Regions from separate parts of the Mus musculus genome. Here regions 2, 3, 4, 5 and 6 are each linked to region 1. A link is a contact called in public Hi-C, HiCAR-type, HiChIP or PLAC-seq and promoter capture Hi-C data. All regions are on one chromosome and are shown on one strand. Each heading gives the region's core, a stretch centred on a gene start, on an enhancer-like site or on the middle of the called end of the contact. The rest is flanking DNA. Distances are from core to core; before and after follow the strand shown. Region 1 holds the start of Lrfn2 (leucine rich repeat and fibronectin type III domain containing 2). Region 2 holds the start of Apobec2 (apolipoprotein B mRNA editing enzyme, catalytic polypeptide 2). Region 3 holds the start of Mocs1 (molybdenum cofactor synthesis 1). Region 4 has its middle 9.2 kb from the start of Gm41594. Region 5 has its middle 16 kb from the start of Gm30419. Region 6 has its middle 41 kb from the start of Gm30475.

Region 1 (2,653 bases), core at 42-2,541:
GGCATTCCCCAGTTCATGTCCTCTACAGGGAAATATACGGCGGCACTTCAAACCCTAGGCTTACCTTCCCCAGAAACTGGCCACTGAGAGCCCAGAGGCCACTAAGACTCTGCTGAACTAGTTTGGTGATTCTAAGCCTACGACCAGCCCAGAGTGATTACTCTGCTACCTACCACGTGCCTTAGACATTTCGCTTTAATCTAGAACCTCGGAATCGTACTATGTCACGTGAGGGTGGGTGGAGGAGGATGGTCTGCTGGGCTGTCAAACAAGAGCTTCCATTCGCCTAGACAGTCTTGAAATGTTCAGGAAAAGTCTGTCGTGTGTGTCGTGTGCAACTAGCACGGGTTGCTATAGGAGCCAAAGTGATGGCTCCTAGCTGGGTTCAGGGCTGGGTGGGCACGATCCTCCCATCACCAACCCCACCCGCAGCCCCGAGCCAACGCGGTCCAATTTTCCTCCAGCAGGCGGCGGGCTGGTAGCTGTGTGCAAGGCGTACTCTGCACGAGAGGCGGCAGTACGGACTCGACCTGGCCGCGGGGATAACCGTGCGCAGGAGCTGTCGTGTCACTGCGCGGCGGATCAAGCGGGTCCTCGGGGTTCTCAGGGCTCGCGGCCCCGCTGGGCTGCAGTTCCAACCCATTTACTCCGAACCAACGCTGCTAGAACCGAGGATCCTCCGGGGCTGTGGATCCCGGCTGAAGCAGGATCTGGGGTCCGGAGCTACTGCAGCTCCGCCAGCGGCCACTGGGGGCTGCAGTGCTGGAGAGCCCGGCGGGGACAGAGCGCTTCGCTCTGCCTCGGAGTCCTGGGGCGCCTTGGGTTTCTAAGGCTGTCTGCACCGCTGGCCGCAGCTGCCTGCATAACCCGCACAGCATCCTCACAGATCCGTGCGTGCGACCGCTGCGTGTGTGTGTGTGTGTGTGTGTGTGTGTGTGTGTGTGTGAGAGAGAGAGAGAGAGAGAGAGAGAGAGCGCTTTGCGCGCACGCGTGGGGGGGGCCAGTGGTGTGCATGCGGGGAGTGCGGGGGAGTGTATGTGTGTGTGTGCCTGTGGGTGTGAGTGCCTTGCTCACACACACACACACACACACACACACACACGACAGACTGGTCTGAACTTGAAGACATCCCACATTCCAAGAGGCTGCAGGTTCCTGGGGATGCCAGGGGGGTTCTTCAACAAGGAAAATCCTACCCTCATCTTCCTAGAAGGGATTATCTTTTTTTATCCTTTTTCCCCCTTATTTTTTTAAAATCTGGAAGAGAAGAGCACAAGTTGTACTCCCCCTCCCGCCCCTTCTTCTTGCTAAATGCCATGGATATAACTGAATAAGCTGCTCAGGGCTCTCCCCGCGTGGATGGTCCGAGGCCACCATCTGCCTGCCTTCGCTGGATCGCTGCAGCTGGAGCGCTTAGCGTGAGCCTGTCTCCGGCCAGGAAGGATGCGTGGCCGAGCCAAGGAGCCCGGGCGCCCTGCGGAGCCGGCCTTGGAGCCTCCCCGCCACGGGTAGATGCCGCCTTGCCCAGGTGAGTGGCTGTCGCTGCTGCTGCGTCTTGGCGACGCTGGGTGTCCGCGGGAGATGGGCGCAGGGATGTGCGCACCTGGGGGAACAGGGGAACTTTGCCTCTTTTCCTGCCTCACTTGCGGACTTCCTCCATCCTATAGACTCCTGTGGATGCCTTCTCTATTCCATCCTTCCTTCTATATTGTGTTTTGATAGAGTGGGGGAAGGGGAGAAACTGATGGGGAGGGAGGAGAGCGGGTCCTGGTGAGGCTTCAGACCGGTCTGGGTTAGGCTTGGAAGCTGGAGAAAGAGACCTCAGTCTCCTACAAAGGCAATCCTTGAATGCAGAACTTTGCCGCTAGACCATGCTGTTGCGTGTTAGCACATGCCAGGCCTGGCTAGGACGGTGCTGAGGTCTGGGTGACTATTCTGGGGTCTTCAGGAGCTTGGTTCCTGGACGGGTGGGGTGGAGACAGGGGGGGGGGCAGCGATGGAGTGCCGTGGAGGAGGGGAGGGAGGCATGGTTGCAGGGACCCTATCCTGGCCTCAGGCAGATCTAACCAAGATCAGGAGGACTCTGTGTGCCCACTCGGGTTGCTGAGAATGCCATGATAAAGCAGTATGTAAGCCGGTGTTAGCCATGCCCATGTTGGTAGTCCTCTGTCTCTCACTCAGCCCTGCCCTGCTTCTAAGGCTGGCCTGAGCAAGAATTGAGACCGAGACCAGCAGACAGCTCCCAGGAGGAGGGCAGTGCCTTGCTCCCCACCTTCCCCACAGAGAGCACAAAGGACAGAAGCGTTGGGTTCCAGGGAAAGGAGTCCAGACATCATCGAAAGAGAGAGAGATTGAGAGAGAGAGAGAGAGAGAGAGAGAGAGAGAGAGAGAGAGAGAGAGAGCAGGAATCAGGCAAAGCCTGCAGAGGAACCGAGCACGACTCATGCCAAGTACACTCAGAAACAGCTGCAGACGGACAGACACCTGCAGGGAGAGGGCTGTCAGAGCCTGTCCCTCTGAGCTGGAGCCACATGCATGCCTAGAAATGTTAGCCCTCTGTCCTGGTTAAAGCAGTGCATTTGCATGTGTGTCTGTCTGTCTGTCTGTCTGTGTCTGTCCATGTCTGTCTGTCTGTTTGTCTGTCTGTGGCTTG
Region 2 (2,653 bases), core at 101-2,600, 500 kb before region 1:
ACTTCCCCCTGGGTTCTCTTAGAAGTCAGAAAATATCTGAGCAGGAAGGGACATTAAGAATCAAGTCGGGTAGCTTCCTCATGTTTGAAACAAGAAAGTAGAGGCCAGGCCTGGAGCAATACAGGTCAAGCATAAAACAGCAAGTCCAAACTGCTCCCCAGGGCTGCTCCTCCTCCTTCAGGCCTTTGTTCCTCCTGAGACTTGGTGTGCCCCCACCCAGCCTTTGCGCGCATTGCTGGAGAAATGCTATGAAGGGAACCGAAGTTCAGGAAGGAAACTTGGATTTAGCGGCATCTTCCTCTCTAGGAATAGAGAGAGATAAGGAGAAAGGCTACTTGCATTCATTTCTGGGGGCAACACAATCTGGACAAGAGGGGACCCTGTAGACTAACTTGAGCCCAGTGGCTATAAACTGTGCTTAAGCTTCCAGTATCTGCAGCTTGGAGATGACTTCTTGCTGGGGCCATCTTTAAATATGCCGTTCTCACTGAACTTGTTGGGATTGGGCTATATGCACAGGCAGATGATGTCCGATACCCCGCAAGACCGATCGCTGCCAGGGCCCCTTCTCCTTCTCCACAGCATCCATACCACCACTCTTCCAGAAACTTCTCTCAGTATGGCACCCATTCTGCCTTTGCACATTTGCAGAGACTGCCATGAAGAAAATGTTATGTAGTTTCATTCTGGGGGTTCCATTCCTTCCACATCCTCCTGATTACAGGGTCTAAGTTGTCACCTCAAAAAGCCAAGAGTATCTGGACCTGGTGTTAGCTGCTTTTAATCCCAGCAATGAAGAGGCAGAGGCAGGAGGAGGATCGCTGTGAGTTCAAGACCAGCCTGGTCTACATAGTGCGATCCAGGCCAGCCAGAGTTACATGGTAAAACACTGATTCAAATTAATTAATTAATTAATTAATTAATTAATTAATTAATTAAAAAAGACAAGAGGCCTTTGCTGCCCAGAAGCCTCCTGCTAGCATGCTGGACGCACAGCTTGTGGCTGACCTTGGGCTTCCCTATTCTTGTCCTAACCTTCCACAGCCTGCTCAGACCCCACCCTTTCCCAGGCAGGAGCCCCAGCCCCCACACAAGGCTTACCCAGTGACAATCTCGAAGGGCGGAAGATCGATCAGCTCTTTCAGCTTCTCAGGGTCTTCCAGGTTCTCCAAATCATCTCCATTCTGAGAGGCTGGCGCCGCAGCCTCAGCGGCCTCTTCCTTCTGAGCCATGGAGGAACTGTGGCCGAAATGTGGAGAGGTTGTCAAGCCAGCCAAGGGCCTGGCGGCAGAGTCCCAAGCAGCTGTCAGCAGCTAAGCCTGGCTGGGGATGACAGAGAGAGGACCGGATTTGGTGCTCCCCACAACTCAGCTGCAGGCTTTATAAGCAGGCCCTCCCGCCCCACCCTTGGAGCTCTCTCACTCATCTTTTTTTAATTGGATGACTGACAGGGTGACAGGGTGGGGGAATGGAAACTCTGGCCATGTGTATTCCCCCTATTTATCAGCAGGCAGACAGGAAGCTGGCAGGTGGGGAGGGCTGGGCCAATTCTACCCCGTCTCTCCTCTCTCGTTTACCCAGACTCGACTGAGTTTTAGGGGAGAAGGCCTCTCATTGTTTTAAACAGATAAGGCCTGTGATGAAGGAGGGACTTGTAGTGACCCCCCTCCCCCGCCCACGTTGGGGGGAACTCGGGTTTAGGAAAAGAGGGTCTTTGTGGGACATGAGTTAGAAACCAATGATTTGAGAGGAGAATGTCTGTTGCTACTCAGGGTCTGCATGTTATGTTCGTTGTGAGCCCGAGTGGGTAGGTGGATGGATGCGCGTTTGCGCATGCGCACGAGCATATGCTCGCCCGTGAGTGCATCGGCCAGAAGACCTGATCAGGTGCCTTCCTCTGTCAATCTCCACCTATTTCTTTGAGGCAGGCCATCTCCTTAAACCTAATGCTTCACACTCCGAGTTAGGCTTGAAGGCAGTAAACCCCCGGCCATCCTCAGGCCTCTGCCCTGCTCAGAGTCTTCGTCCCCTTCATCAGTCCTGTGCCTGCCTGAGGGCGCATGCTGAGCAGATGCTCTGTTGGCAACGGTTCCAGGCACTGAGGTGCAGAACAGACCAAAGGAAGAAGCAAAGAAAAGCCCTGCTCTCCCGGAGCTTGCAGGGGTCAGCTGCTATATCCGCTAAGTAAAATAACTTCATGTGTTTTGGTAAGTGCTGGGGAGAACTGGCAAGGAAGCATCTGAAAAAGACAAAGAGTGAGATTACATTTTGAAAAGATGTTTACTTTTTCTTTATTTCCTTGTTTGTTCTTGAGAAAGAGTCTCTCTGTCTTGACCAGCCTGGCCTTGAACCCACAAAGGCATGTGCCACTACACCTGATCCTTATTTTTTATTTTTAGTTATCTGCTGTTAAGTCTCTGGGTGCATATATGCATATAAGTGCAGATGCCTGCAGAGGCCAGAAGAGGGCGTCAGATACCTTGGAGGTGGAATGCAGGAAGCTATGAGCTGCCCCATGTGGGTACTGTATTCCAGTCGTCTGCAAGAGCAATGTGTGCTCGTAACTTCTGGGCCATCTATCTCTTTAGCCCCAAGATTACATTTTGATAAGGAAGGACTTTGGAAAGAAACGGATCAGTCCAAAGGAGACAAA
Region 3 (2,653 bases), core at 43-2,542, 500 kb after region 1:
GGTCGTGGCTTCATGGTACCTGAGCACAGGTAACCAGTCACGTGCCAGAATGTAGAACAAGATAAGATGTAAGTTATGATTCTAATCAGAGAAGAGCCTAACTATATGGCCAATGTAGTTGTAAATATATTTTGAATCTGAGTCTTCTTTCTGGGAGCATGGGACTGGGAGAAAGAACCAGGCCTAACTTCTACAAGGTTTGGGCAGTTTAATCAGCTACACAGCTCTGGAAAAATTGCCTCCACTCTCTGAGACTTTTTTCCTTAATTGCTACACAAACTTTCTATCCACACCAGGGTCATGGGATTGATGGTTAGCTCAGAGTTCTGTGTGTAGGGAGCAATTCGAGGGTCACCCATTCTTTTGTGTCTTCCTTTCATAAATCTGTTTTTAAACGGAGAAACAAAGACTATTGATGTATGGGAGACACAACTAGAGTGTCCATAAGAAGGGAGCTGAGATACAAGCAGAGTCTGGTGTAGGGTAAAGTGAAGGCAATTAGTAAAGTTGATGTTTTTAAATAGAATATTGGTATTTTACTGGCGCACCCAAGCAGATTTTTATGTATTGAGATATTATTTGACTTAAGACTATGTCATAAAGTAGCATGCTATTTTGTATGCTAACTTAAAAAATAAGTTAAGGGACTAGAAAGATGGCTCAGTGGTTAAGAGGCCTGACGGCTCTTCCAGGGGACCATCACCCATATGGTATCCTACAACCATCTGTAACTCAGGTTCCAAGGGATCCGACGCCCCCTGCTGGTGTCTATGGCCACCAACTGCGCCATGGTGCACTTAAGGGTGGGCAGGCAAACTCTCATACATTAAAAAATAATTTAAAGAGTAAAAAAAAGAAAATATTATTTTCATTGGAGTCAGAGTTGAAGGGCTGTAATCCCAGCACTCGGGAAGCAGATGCAGAAGGCGATCTGTACATTTGAAGCCATCCTGGTTTACAAAGCGAGTTCCAGGGCAGCCAGGGTTACACCTTTGAGACACTGTGTAAGGGTCTCTACTCCCCTGCATAACGAAAAGAAAAAAAAAAGTATAACGTGCCTAGAAGTTTTTATGTCACCCCTTTAAATTCTGCATCTAAAGACAGCTTAAATCCAAGACCAAGCAAAGCTGAAGGAAAAGAACATAGCTCTCCCAGACTTGGCATTTCTGCACAAGAACACGCTTCCGTCCTGGAAGGGGGCGGAACGCGTGGACTACAACTTCCAGAGGGCAATGCGGAGAGGCACCCTCGCTGATTGGCTACTTGGGCGCCGCCCTCTGCTCCGCCCCTCCGAAATGACTCTGTTCCAGGTCCCGGGCTAGAGTGCTCTGGAGGCCCACTTCAGGCCGGGTACTTCCTTTGCTGACTTCATGGCGGCGCGGCCTGCGTTCGGAATAGTGCGGCAGCTCCTGAGGTCCAATGCTCGGGGTTGCAGCTCGGGGGCTCCGGTGACGCAGCCTCGCCCCGGGGAGCCCTCGAGACCTACCAGGGAGGTGAGCCCACCCAGCCCGCCTGCACACACCTACCTGGAGGGCGATCCAAGCCACCCTAATCTTCAGAATGCACTCTGTCCTGAGGCTTCCTTTGGGGAGGACCCTGGGCACTCACTGCTGGGTTGCTTGAGTTCACTCCTGCCCAGCGGGAAGGACTCCTCAGTTTCCCCTGCACCCCCTTCCCTGGAGAACCACCTAATAACAGGTAGCTGTGCTGCAGCAGGAAAAGGGGGTGCTATTAAGGAGTGAGAGTTAGGTTCCAGTGAGCTGTTCCAGCTTTCGCTTCCACCCAGTCTATTAAACATTATTCCTCACCTCCGGGGAGGAGGGTGCCAGTGCAGTCAGGTGTCCCCCGGACAACTGCTTCTTTGACAAGGACTAAAAAATATTGCTAGCCAGGTGTCCGGCACAGCCGGTTGTCACTTTGTTGTGGCAGGGTTCCATGACCTATCTTCTTTCTCTTGGGATGGGGTGGCCTCATTTGATGAGAACGAGAGCAAGATCAGGTTCCGTGATAAGGAGTTCCTGCCTGTCTTCATAGTGAGGGGCAGGGTCCTGTATTGCACTTCTCCGAGTGTTTCCAGTGACGGTAGGTCTTAAGTTTGTTGTTTTATCTAAATGGTTAGGGAAACCTGCGAAACTGTTCCATCCGCTTCTGTCTTCCAGAACTGAGCGTGAAGTCCCAGGACTCTGAATTTCACAATATTTGCCTCTCCCATCTTGCTCAAGACATAGGCAGGCTTATGTCAGAGCGTTCACTTCCTCAGACTTGCCTCTCTGGGATCCTCAGATAAAGCAGGCTTGTTGTTACAGGGCTCTCCAAACCCTTGAACTTTGTACTTGAGTGAAAAGCGCTAGGATAGCCAAGGCCACCATGGGAGCTCTTAAAAACCGATACTAGCAAAAAATAATTTTTTTCTTCCTCATCATGGATTTTGTGCTTTTTGTGAGGGGGCCTGTGCAGTGTGACTAGCTGATGGCCCCTTGGCCTCACACTCTCTCTTGGGGCACAGTAAAGGTGGGACCTTAAACAGAAACACCTGTGCTAGCCTCTCCCCTGGGGTGCTGTACTAGGTCCTGTTGGACACATCCTACCAGGGCAAGCAGTCATTCTTTCAGTGGTACCTCAGACATTGCTTTCTGCATATCTCACTTGGGAC
Region 4 (2,653 bases), core at 107-2,606, 440 kb after region 1:
CTTCAACTTTGAAGGAGAGAGAGATGAAGCAAAACTAGGAATGATCCATCTGATCTTAATTTCAGATAAACAATTTTTAAATGAATAACTTGTCTATCTACACGGCTAGCCAACATCTGTCCCAAAGATGAAGCATCAGTTGTTTAACTGAATGGCTTCCAGAATTAGTAATCTTTGAAGTGAACTACAAACGAGCAAAATGAGTGTTTATATTTTTCCCTTGGTTATTGTGATGGTTAATATTAATTATTAACTCGACAGTCTCTTACCCAATTCAGCTCATTGATGGAAGAAGACCCATCGTAGCTGTGGTGACATCATTCCTTGGGAAGGATCCTGGACTGTCATAAATGGAGTCATGAATGTCATAAATGGCTGAGCCTTAGCACTGCATTTACCTTGGCTTCCTGACTGTGGATGCTGATATGAAATATAGTGTGGTGGTGGAGGAGGGGTCCCCCTGAGAAATTATGCCATGCAATAGATGTAGTATAAAGGGGCTTTCTTGGGGGAAGTGAGGGGAGTGAGGGCCTGGAGAAGGGATAGAGACAGATGAGTGGACATATAGACAGATGGAAGCAGAGCCATGAGGGAGGGGAGGAGGGACAGAGAAGGACACAGCAGAGGAGAGAGAGACCAGAAAGAGAACTGGACTGCAGGCAGTCCTTTTATATGCAGCCCTCACCTGCCAGCAGCAGGCAATGGGGGCAGGTGATGGTGTAAGCAGGTGCTAGGTCCCCATGAGGAGCCCAGAAGAATCGCCTGTAAGCTCATAGATGCAATGTGGCTGTCTGTCTTGACCTTTCCACCATGGTGGACTCTAGCCTTGACTGTGAGCCACAATACACTATTTCTCCCTCAGGTTGCTCGTGTCAGGGCATTTTATCACAACAACCCCAAAATCCTTGACTGAAGCAATTTGAGGACTGAAAGGTTCAGTTGCCATGGTTATTCTAAATCTAGCCAAGTTGACAAAGCCTTCACCTTTGTTTGCAACTCTCTAGCCATTAAATCCTTTGAATCTTGTGAATGGCAAGTGTCATTTATATGCTAATATAAATGAAGCCATAAAGGGTTTCATAGTGGGGGCTGGTTATTAGAAACAAGGTGTAATTAAAAGACTGGATTTTGGCCCCATGATCCTCCAGGAGACAGAGGCTAAAGATAGAGGTTATTACCAATGGCAACATCAATCACACCTATATGATGAAATCTCCATGCAATTTCAAAAGGACAGGCTTGGATGCTTCCAGATCCAAATGGACTCTAGACTTTCTTGTGTAAGTCTGCTGAGAGCAAGGATTGCACACTTGTACCTTTGCTTCTGGAATATTTGTTCTCAGTGTCCAGCTGAACATTCAATAAAGCCAACTGCTGTTAGACATTGTACTGTTCAGTAGTGATAGGTGATTTCTCTGCTACCTGTGAACTGAGCCAATTCAAACCAGATTAGATGCAGGTTTATTGGGAAGCTGATCTCAGGGGTGTTCACTGGTCCCAAGAACAGAGGCCAGAGAAGTCCCCTTAGGGAGGTGGAGACGGGGAAGAGAAAGAGAGAAAGGGTGACCACACTGGGAGAGGAGAGGAAAAAAGCGGGGAGCCTAAAATGTCTGGATTATATAGGGAGGAGCCTTGGGGAAAGGGCAGCCCAGCCCCTGGGCTGGAAAGTACAGGGCTGGGGGCAGGTGTGCCAAGCAGGAACTGAGGGATTCTGGGAGAGCCTGGAGGCCAGGTCTGCAAAATATGCACCTCAGTCCCAATTCTCCCTCAGCCCCCATACCAAACGGGAATTTCTGATTGCTGATTGAGTTTCCGTGTTGGCTCTAGACCTGTTTATATTTTCTTTTATTTTACCAGTTGGTTTTGGTTGAGTTTGTAGACATTCAGCCATTTTACCCAAGTCAACTAATATGGGGGGGGGGGGCAGGGAATGACTCTTAGAATCCTTTTATAGACCCTCTTCCACAAAACCTGCTGCACCCTTCTTTAATTTCTTAGTCTTTCTTTTCTTAGGTTAGCTAGAGCTTTGCTGATTTCTTCCTCAGAGAGCTAACATTTCCCGTCCTGTGCCTGTTTCATTTATCTCTGCTCTAATTTTTCTCTCCTATCTTCTGCTATCTTCAGGTTTAATATTTACTCTCTTTAGTTTCTTAGGTACAATGTCTGATGATTTGAAATCTCAGCTTCAGCTTCAGGTATAAAATGTCCCCCTCGGCACTGCTTTTATTGCATCCGTGAGTTTGGGATATTTCCTTTCGTTTTCATTTGTCTCAAGCTTCAGTTTTCATTGTGATTTCTCCCCCTTTGATTTATAAGAATGTGTTGTCTAATTCCAGGTACCCTTACATTGCTAGTCTCCTTGTGATTAGGAAATAAACTCTCACTGATTTTAATCCTTTTATAATTATTAAGGTATGTGTAGCCTAACACGTTCTGTCCTCAACTGCTCCATATCCACTTGAGAAAAATTATTATTACCAGCACTCATGAGTGTTTGGCACCTGCACAATTGGTCTAGCTCATTACTCAAGTCCCATTCTCTAACGGATCCTCTGTGTGGTGGTTCTGTCCACTCTTTGAAGTAGGCTATTGAAATTTCCTGCTGTTCTCATAGGCTGGCTATTGATTCAAGTCTTTTAAAGTTTGCCCCAGA
Region 5 (2,653 bases), core at 98-2,597, 330 kb before region 1:
AAAAAAATACAGTTTTCTTAATTTGTTCTGTATTACCTATACCTAATGTCTATATTTTAATATAGGCAACATTTGAATTTGTAGCTTGAATTTGTAGCTCTCAGCTTAACATTAGTGTATCTGAAAAGAAAACTAAACTTCAGGAGTTTTATTAAAAAAATATTTAAGGGCTGTGGCTCAGTAGAATGCACTTTTAAAAAAGATTTATTTTTCTTTTTATTTATGTGTATGTGTGTATGTCTGTCTGTGTGTGGCTATGTGCACATGAGTGCAGTTACCCGTGGTGACCAGAAGAGGGCACAATCCCAACCATGGCACTGGTGGAGGCTGAAGGATCAACAATGCAGGTCCATTTGCAGCCTCAGTCAGCTCAAGGCTCACCCAGGCTACAGGAGACCCTGTTATTATTATTATTATTATTATTATTATTATTATTATTATTATTATTATTAATTTTACATATTCACTTTATGTCCCACTCACTGCCCCCCACCTCAGCCACCCCCTCCCACAATCCTTGCCTCTCCCCTTCTCTCCCTGGGTCTTCCCCCACCCTTATACTTCAAGTCTCTGTAAGGCTAGGTACATACTCTCACACTGAGGCCAGACAGGGCAGCCCAGTTAGAACATATCGAATGTACAGGCAACAGCTTTTGGGATAGCTCCCGCTCCAGTTGTTTGGGACATGAAGACCAAGCTGCACATCTGCTACTTGTGTGCAGGGAGGCCAAAGACCAGCCCATGTATGGTTCTTTTGTTGATGGTTTCGTCTCTGAGAGCCCATAAGGGTCCAGGTTAATTGTCTCTATTGGTCTTCCTGTGGAGTTCCTATCCCATTAGGGGCTGCAATTCTTCTTCCTGTTCTTCCATAAGAATCCCCAAGCTCCATCCACTGTTTGGCTGTGGCTGTCTGCATCTGTTTGAGCCAGCTGCTGGGTGGAGCCTCTCAGAGGACAGCCATGCTAGACTCTTGTCTGCATACATAACAGAGTTTCTATCATTAACAGCATCGGGGATTGGTGCTTGCCCATGGGATGGAGAACCTGTTTCTAAACAACAAATGAAAAATAGCTCACCCAACACATTCATTCTTTCAACAAATAGACTAATAACAGGCACCATGTGCCAGGCTCTGCCGGGGAGCTGGGAGTTCAAGAACAAGGTAGAGCAGCTACCCTCCCTAGCCTTCTCTGAGATGAGCAGAGTCTGCCCCTCAGAACCCAACCCAAGGCCGAAGGCAAGCGCAGAGAGTGGATGAGGTCTGTGGGCTCCTGACGACAGGTGAGAGCCAAACAAGATGCCACGTCAGGTCATGGACAGACGATCCCAGGCTGGGCAGAGTCCAGAACCTGGAGCCAATATTCTTGCTGCCACTTTGTCCTCAGTGACCTTTGCTCCTTTCCACAAGGTGGCTGGGACGGGTCGTGAGCAGGAAAATATGAACCCTTTATACTTTCCCACTCTGCTCTTATGGTGGCAACTGGGTGCTTACCAGACTTTCACAGAGCGTGGGCTTTCTGGCAACCAGGCTGGGAGCTGCAGGGTGAGCTGGCAGCTCCAAGGAGCCAGGTCAGGGTTAACGGGATCATATGGCCTTGTTTAGATGCTTGGGATTTTATTTTAGAGCCTGTGTCATTTGGCTCTGGGTGTCAGGAAGCTACTTTCCACTGCCTCAGTGCTCTGCTTCCTGCAGATCTCGGCATGGAGATTCCTCTGATGTCCACAGATCCAACTTCAGGGCAGATGGAGGGCTGGGCTCTGGTCCTGCACTCCTCCCGTCTTTGTGCAAAGCCCACAGGCTCGCATTGGATGGGACGACTTCGGTATCCTTTCAACCTGGCCCTCCCCACAGTAAACAGTATTTATCCTTTATGCACATCGGTATATTTGCCCGCATGCGTGCCTGTGCACCGTGAGTTTGCCTGATGCTAGCAGAGACCAGAAGACAGAGTCGGATCCCTTGGAACCGGAGTTAGAGACAGTTGTGAGTCACCACATAGGTTCTGGGAATTGAACCCGAGTCTTTTGCAGGAGCAGTAGTCGGTGTTCTCGCCGCTGAGCCATCTTGCCAGCATGCTCCCCTCCCCATTTCTGAGGGCTTTTCCTCCACCCAATATGTTGGCAGCCGAGGTTCGGCTACACCAACTGTCTCTTTCTCCTCCCTTCTGTTCTCCCTCTCTCCCCTGCTTCCTTATTATCTTTCTTCACCCCTACTCTACTTCTCTTCCACCTTCCTCTGTCTCTCCCTGCTCTCTTTTATCCCCTTTGAAGTCCTAGTCTGTCTTCTCCTTTCCTCTGTCCTCCCCCTCCATTTCCCTGTCATCTTCCCCCCTCTTCCTGCTTCTTTTACTTTCCTCTTTCTTACAGGAGCCAGCAGGCCTGGTAGTAAGCTTTGGCCTTCTTAGACAGCTGCTTACCCCAGGTGCTCCATCCTCAGGCCCAGGGAAGAGTCCTCCCTCTCCAAGCTGATGTCCAGATACTTCTCCCACAGCCTCCTGTTGTTTGAGATTGCATGCCTTCACCTCCAGCAGAGCCTTCCAGTCCACAGGGAGGGATCACAAACAAAAAACGTTGCCTGTGCCTTTGCCATGGACCCCATGTGCTTTTGGCCTTGGTGCTGGGGCTGAGTCTGCCAAGGAGATCGTCTTTGTTC
Region 6 (2,653 bases), core at 69-2,568, 280 kb after region 1:
ATTTGGACCTTTTTTGGAGACAAAGAATTAGCTCTGTAGTTCAGGCTAACCTTCATGATCCTCCTCCTTCAGCCTGGATGCTGGGATTACAGATGCTTTAAAAAAAAAAGATTTAATTGATGTTTTACATCGTGTAACTATGTGTATCTGTGTGTGGGTGTGTGTGCATGTGCATTGCAGTTGTCTGTGTAGTCCAGAAGAGGCCAGTGGATGGCCCTGGAGCAGTTGGTGTGTGAGCTGCCCAGTGGAGGTGCTGGAAACTGAACCTGGATCCTTTGAAAGAGCAGTAAACACGCCTAACTAGTGAGCACTACTCCAGCCCCAATGATTGTTGGCGACACAGTTAACAAAGAGGTGCTTTTCCAGGCATGGCAAAGCTTGATCGACAGTCCACAGGGAAGGCTGTGGGCAGGATGCTGAGGGTGGGGGTAACATACAGGTCACTCTGGACTGAGCTGGAGAACTCCACAGGGAATGATTTATCCCTCTGAGGTAGAGCAGGGCAGACATTTGAGCGGTCATGGGAAGGAGACAGAGAGGGGTTTCAAAAACCACTCAAATCCTGTATCTTATGACTTTGGGGGACAAAGAGGTAAGGCAGCCATACTCAGCTTCATACTGGCTTGACCAGAAATTGTTGTCTGTAGCAAACTTAAGATGGCACTCTCTCCACCATCTCTGCTGTAACATCTGGCAGGATCTGAAATCTCAGTTCCCACTCTGGATGGAGGCGGCTCATGTCTGGGCCTTCAAGATGGAAGAAGCAGAAGTAAACAGGAGGCTTTCTCCTCCCTCCATTCTCTTAGGGTCTCCTCAGGTACAATATCCAATGTATAGTCAGACCTGGTGGAAATCATCCCACTGCAACATCTGACAGGAAGTTAGACGTGCAGGGAGCGTCCATCCTTATATGCTAAATCTAACTCAAAATCGGAGCCCTGGGTTGGATACCAGGTTTCAACATGCAGAGGCAGAGAAAAGTGGTGTGCAGTTAGAAGAATAAATGCAAGATGCTCAGTTGTCCAACCTTTCCCAGGGTGCTCCGAGCGCTGCCACAAATCACGTGGCCACCTCTGTGTCTTGCGCAGGCGCCGGAGGTACTAGCTCCTGATTGCCTTCTATACCCCCGACAGAGAGACAGCGCTTCGTAATTTCTCCGACCCCAACCTGCTGTGTGTGGTGATCAAACTCCTATCTGTCTGTATCCTTTTTAGATCCCCGGCCTGCTTCTAAGTCTTCAAAGAGACAAGACTCATTTCACATGTAAGGTGTTTCCACGAAGCTGCAGCGCTGACGGAAACCAGGCGCCGTCTCCACACCTGGCCCATTGATCCGCACCAAACCGCTCTAATTAGCACATTGCGCTATGATTAGGCTTCCAGAGGAAGCAAGCCAAATGCCATTAATTATGGACGTGATCTTGAATTATTCACTTGGAATGTATTTTTTCCTTGATATGCCCCTTTCATTTCCAACTAACTTTTTGTCACACCCAAGAAGAGATCTAATTAAGCCTGAAAAAAGCAGAGGTTTGTTATTTTAATGAAAAGGTAAACTGAAAATTAATCACCTCCCCCCTCCCCCCTTAGTGGTAATTGCTGATGATCAGGAGGCTGGTAGAGGAAGAAATGAGATGAATTCTCTCTCTCTCTCTCTCTCTCTCTCTCTCTCTCTCTCTCTCTCTCTCCCTCTCTCTCATTTTTATTCATTTTTAAGAATGCATTTATATACATGGCTCATATGCACCATATGCACATGTACCACGATGCACATGAGGAGATCAAAGGACAATTTGTAGGATCTGAGTCTCTTCACTATGTGGGTTCTGGAGATAGAAGACCTGCCAGGCTTGACAGCCAGTGCCTGCATCTACTGGGCTATTGCAATGAGCCCTACCTGTCTTCTCTCTTTGCAGATCTATAGTTCCGGCCCCTCTATGCTACCCAGCTCATTTCTGTTGTAAGCCTCCAAGGGGATTTCTTAGGCCAGTTCTGCAGAGTCGGTGCACTGATCATGTGCAAATGGTGTATTTAGAGATCTGGGAGCAAATACAAAGGCAGCTCAGCAAAGAAGGGAGTTTTAGGTAAGACCCAGCTGGAACTCTGGGCACCAGATACACCCCAGTCTCTGGGAGACTTAGGATGGAGGCTTTCAGATATGCACAGCTGTCAGACATGTCCCACCGTTGGTGCCTGCTTAGCAAGTGTGGAACTAACCACTCCAGGGCATGGCCTTGGGAAATGAAGTGGCCAGGTCTCAGAGCTCCACATGGATAGAGAGGACCCAAAGGGTTGCTCAGCAAAAGCCCTCAGCATTAGCATCTACTGAATGGGAGAAGCATGGCAGGACTTGAGGCAGCAGAGGACAGAACAGCCATGCTTCTTCAGGGCTCTAAAAGATCAGCCCCCTGTGGGGTGTGCTGTGAGGTTCAGGTGCTCTGCTTACTCTGAAGGCCCAGCCTAAGTCCTGAGGTGCGGCAGAGACACAGGGAAATCCCGCTGGATTTTTGTACCAGTATCAGAAATTAGTCCAAAGGGGTTATCAATGGGCAAAAGCAAATCATGAGAAAACCCGGAGAAAACACAGAAACCTGTGACTTAACGGTAATGACTGGAAGAGCCCAGACATCAGGAGAGGGTTTTCTTGAAGAGAG

What was found. Promoter capture Hi-C pulls out the DNA fragments that hold promoters and counts their contacts. Hi-C and Micro-C count contacts between places; a contact is called where the count stands out from the background. HiCAR-type assays count read pairs that join an accessible place to other places. HiChIP or PLAC-seq counts read pairs in DNA pulled down with a chosen protein or histone mark.
Region 2: a HiCAR-type map of astrocytes shows a contact between it and region 1, with 5 times the contacts expected there. The contact joins the promoter of Apobec2 here to the promoter of Lrfn2 in region 1. A contact is called at or near these places in 1 of 39 promoter capture datasets (cranial neural crest), 2 of 484 Hi-C or Micro-C datasets (cerebellar granule neurons and cortical neurons) and 8 of 115 datasets of contacts at active chromatin or transcription factors (astrocytes, bone marrow-derived macrophages, cardiomyocytes and 5 more).
Region 3: a contact with region 1 is called in a promoter capture Hi-C map of liver. The contact joins the promoter of Mocs1 here to the promoter of Lrfn2 in region 1. A contact is called at or near these places in 7 of 39 promoter capture datasets (cranial neural crest, embryonic stem cells, frontonasal cranial neural crest and 4 more), 1 of 484 Hi-C or Micro-C datasets (uterus) and 10 of 115 datasets of contacts at active chromatin or transcription factors (bone marrow-derived dendritic cells, bone marrow-derived macrophages, embryonic basal ganglia and 6 more).
Region 4: a contact with region 1 is called in a promoter capture Hi-C map of liver, with 3 times the contacts expected there. The contact joins the enhancer-like site here to the promoter of Lrfn2 in region 1. A contact is called at or near these places in 12 of 39 promoter capture datasets (the 3T3-L1 cell line, cranial neural crest, embryonic stem cells and 6 more) and 6 of 115 datasets of contacts at active chromatin or transcription factors (astrocytes, bone marrow-derived macrophages, embryonic basal ganglia and 3 more).
Region 5: a contact with region 1 is called in a Hi-C map of cerebellar granule neurons, with 4 times the contacts expected there. The contact joins the enhancer-like site here to the promoter of Lrfn2 in region 1. A contact is called at or near these places in 5 of 39 promoter capture datasets (the SN4741 cell line, cranial neural crest, frontonasal cranial neural crest and 2 more), 13 of 484 Hi-C or Micro-C datasets (cerebellar granule neurons, cerebral cortex, cortical neurons and 7 more), 5 of 115 datasets of contacts at active chromatin or transcription factors (VIP interneurons, astrocytes, embryonic forebrain and 2 more) and 1 of 9 other capture datasets (embryonic stem cells).
Region 6: an H3K4me3 HiChIP or PLAC-seq map of embryonic basal ganglia shows a contact between it and region 1, with 3 times the contacts expected there. The contact joins the enhancer-like site here to the promoter of Lrfn2 in region 1. A contact is called at or near these places in 11 of 39 promoter capture datasets (cranial neural crest, embryonic stem cells, epiblast stem cells and 5 more), 2 of 484 Hi-C or Micro-C datasets (cerebral cortex and uterus), 8 of 115 datasets of contacts at active chromatin or transcription factors (bone marrow-derived macrophages, embryonic basal ganglia, embryonic forebrain and 5 more) and 1 of 9 other capture datasets (liver).

Annotation. Positions count from the first base shown.
Region 1 is chr17:48,931,291-48,933,943 of GRCm38.p6, forward strand. Lrfn2 (leucine rich repeat and fibronectin type III domain containing 2) reads left to right here and starts at 1,292. Exons shown (of 3, transcript NM_027452.3): 1 at 1,292-1,528.
Region 2 is chr17:48,431,378-48,434,030 of GRCm38.p6, forward strand. It overlaps Apobec2 (apolipoprotein B mRNA editing enzyme, catalytic polypeptide 2), which reads right to left and starts at 1,351. Exons shown (of 3, transcript NM_009694.3): 1 at 1,102-1,351. The coding sequence starts at 1,232.
Region 3 is chr17:49,427,072-49,429,724 of GRCm38.p6, forward strand. It overlaps Mocs1 (molybdenum cofactor synthesis 1), which reads left to right and starts at 1,293. Exons shown (of 11, transcript NM_020042.2): 1 at 1,293-1,493. The coding sequence starts at 1,371.
Region 4 is chr17:49,367,750-49,370,402 of GRCm38.p6, forward strand. No RefSeq gene overlaps it. Among named protein-coding and RNA genes, the nearest start is that of Gm41594, 9.2 kb to the right of the region's middle. Within about 2 kb of position 1,357, at least 6 of the 459 cell types and tissues checked have an H3K27ac peak or open chromatin away from gene starts, as enhancers often do. A contact at or near this core is called in liver, where this site is marked.
Region 5 is chr17:48,597,209-48,599,861 of GRCm38.p6, forward strand. No RefSeq gene overlaps it. Among named protein-coding and RNA genes, the nearest start is that of Gm30419, 16 kb to the left of the region's middle. Within about 2 kb of position 1,348, at least 8 of the 459 cell types and tissues checked have an H3K27ac peak or open chromatin away from gene starts, as enhancers often do. A contact at or near this core is called in cerebellar granule neurons, where this site is marked.
Region 6 is chr17:49,211,788-49,214,440 of GRCm38.p6, forward strand. No RefSeq gene overlaps it. Among named protein-coding and RNA genes, the nearest start is that of Gm30475, 41 kb to the left of the region's middle. Within about 2 kb of position 1,319, at least 3 of the 459 cell types and tissues checked have an H3K27ac peak or open chromatin away from gene starts, as enhancers often do. A contact at or near this core is called in embryonic basal ganglia, where this site is marked.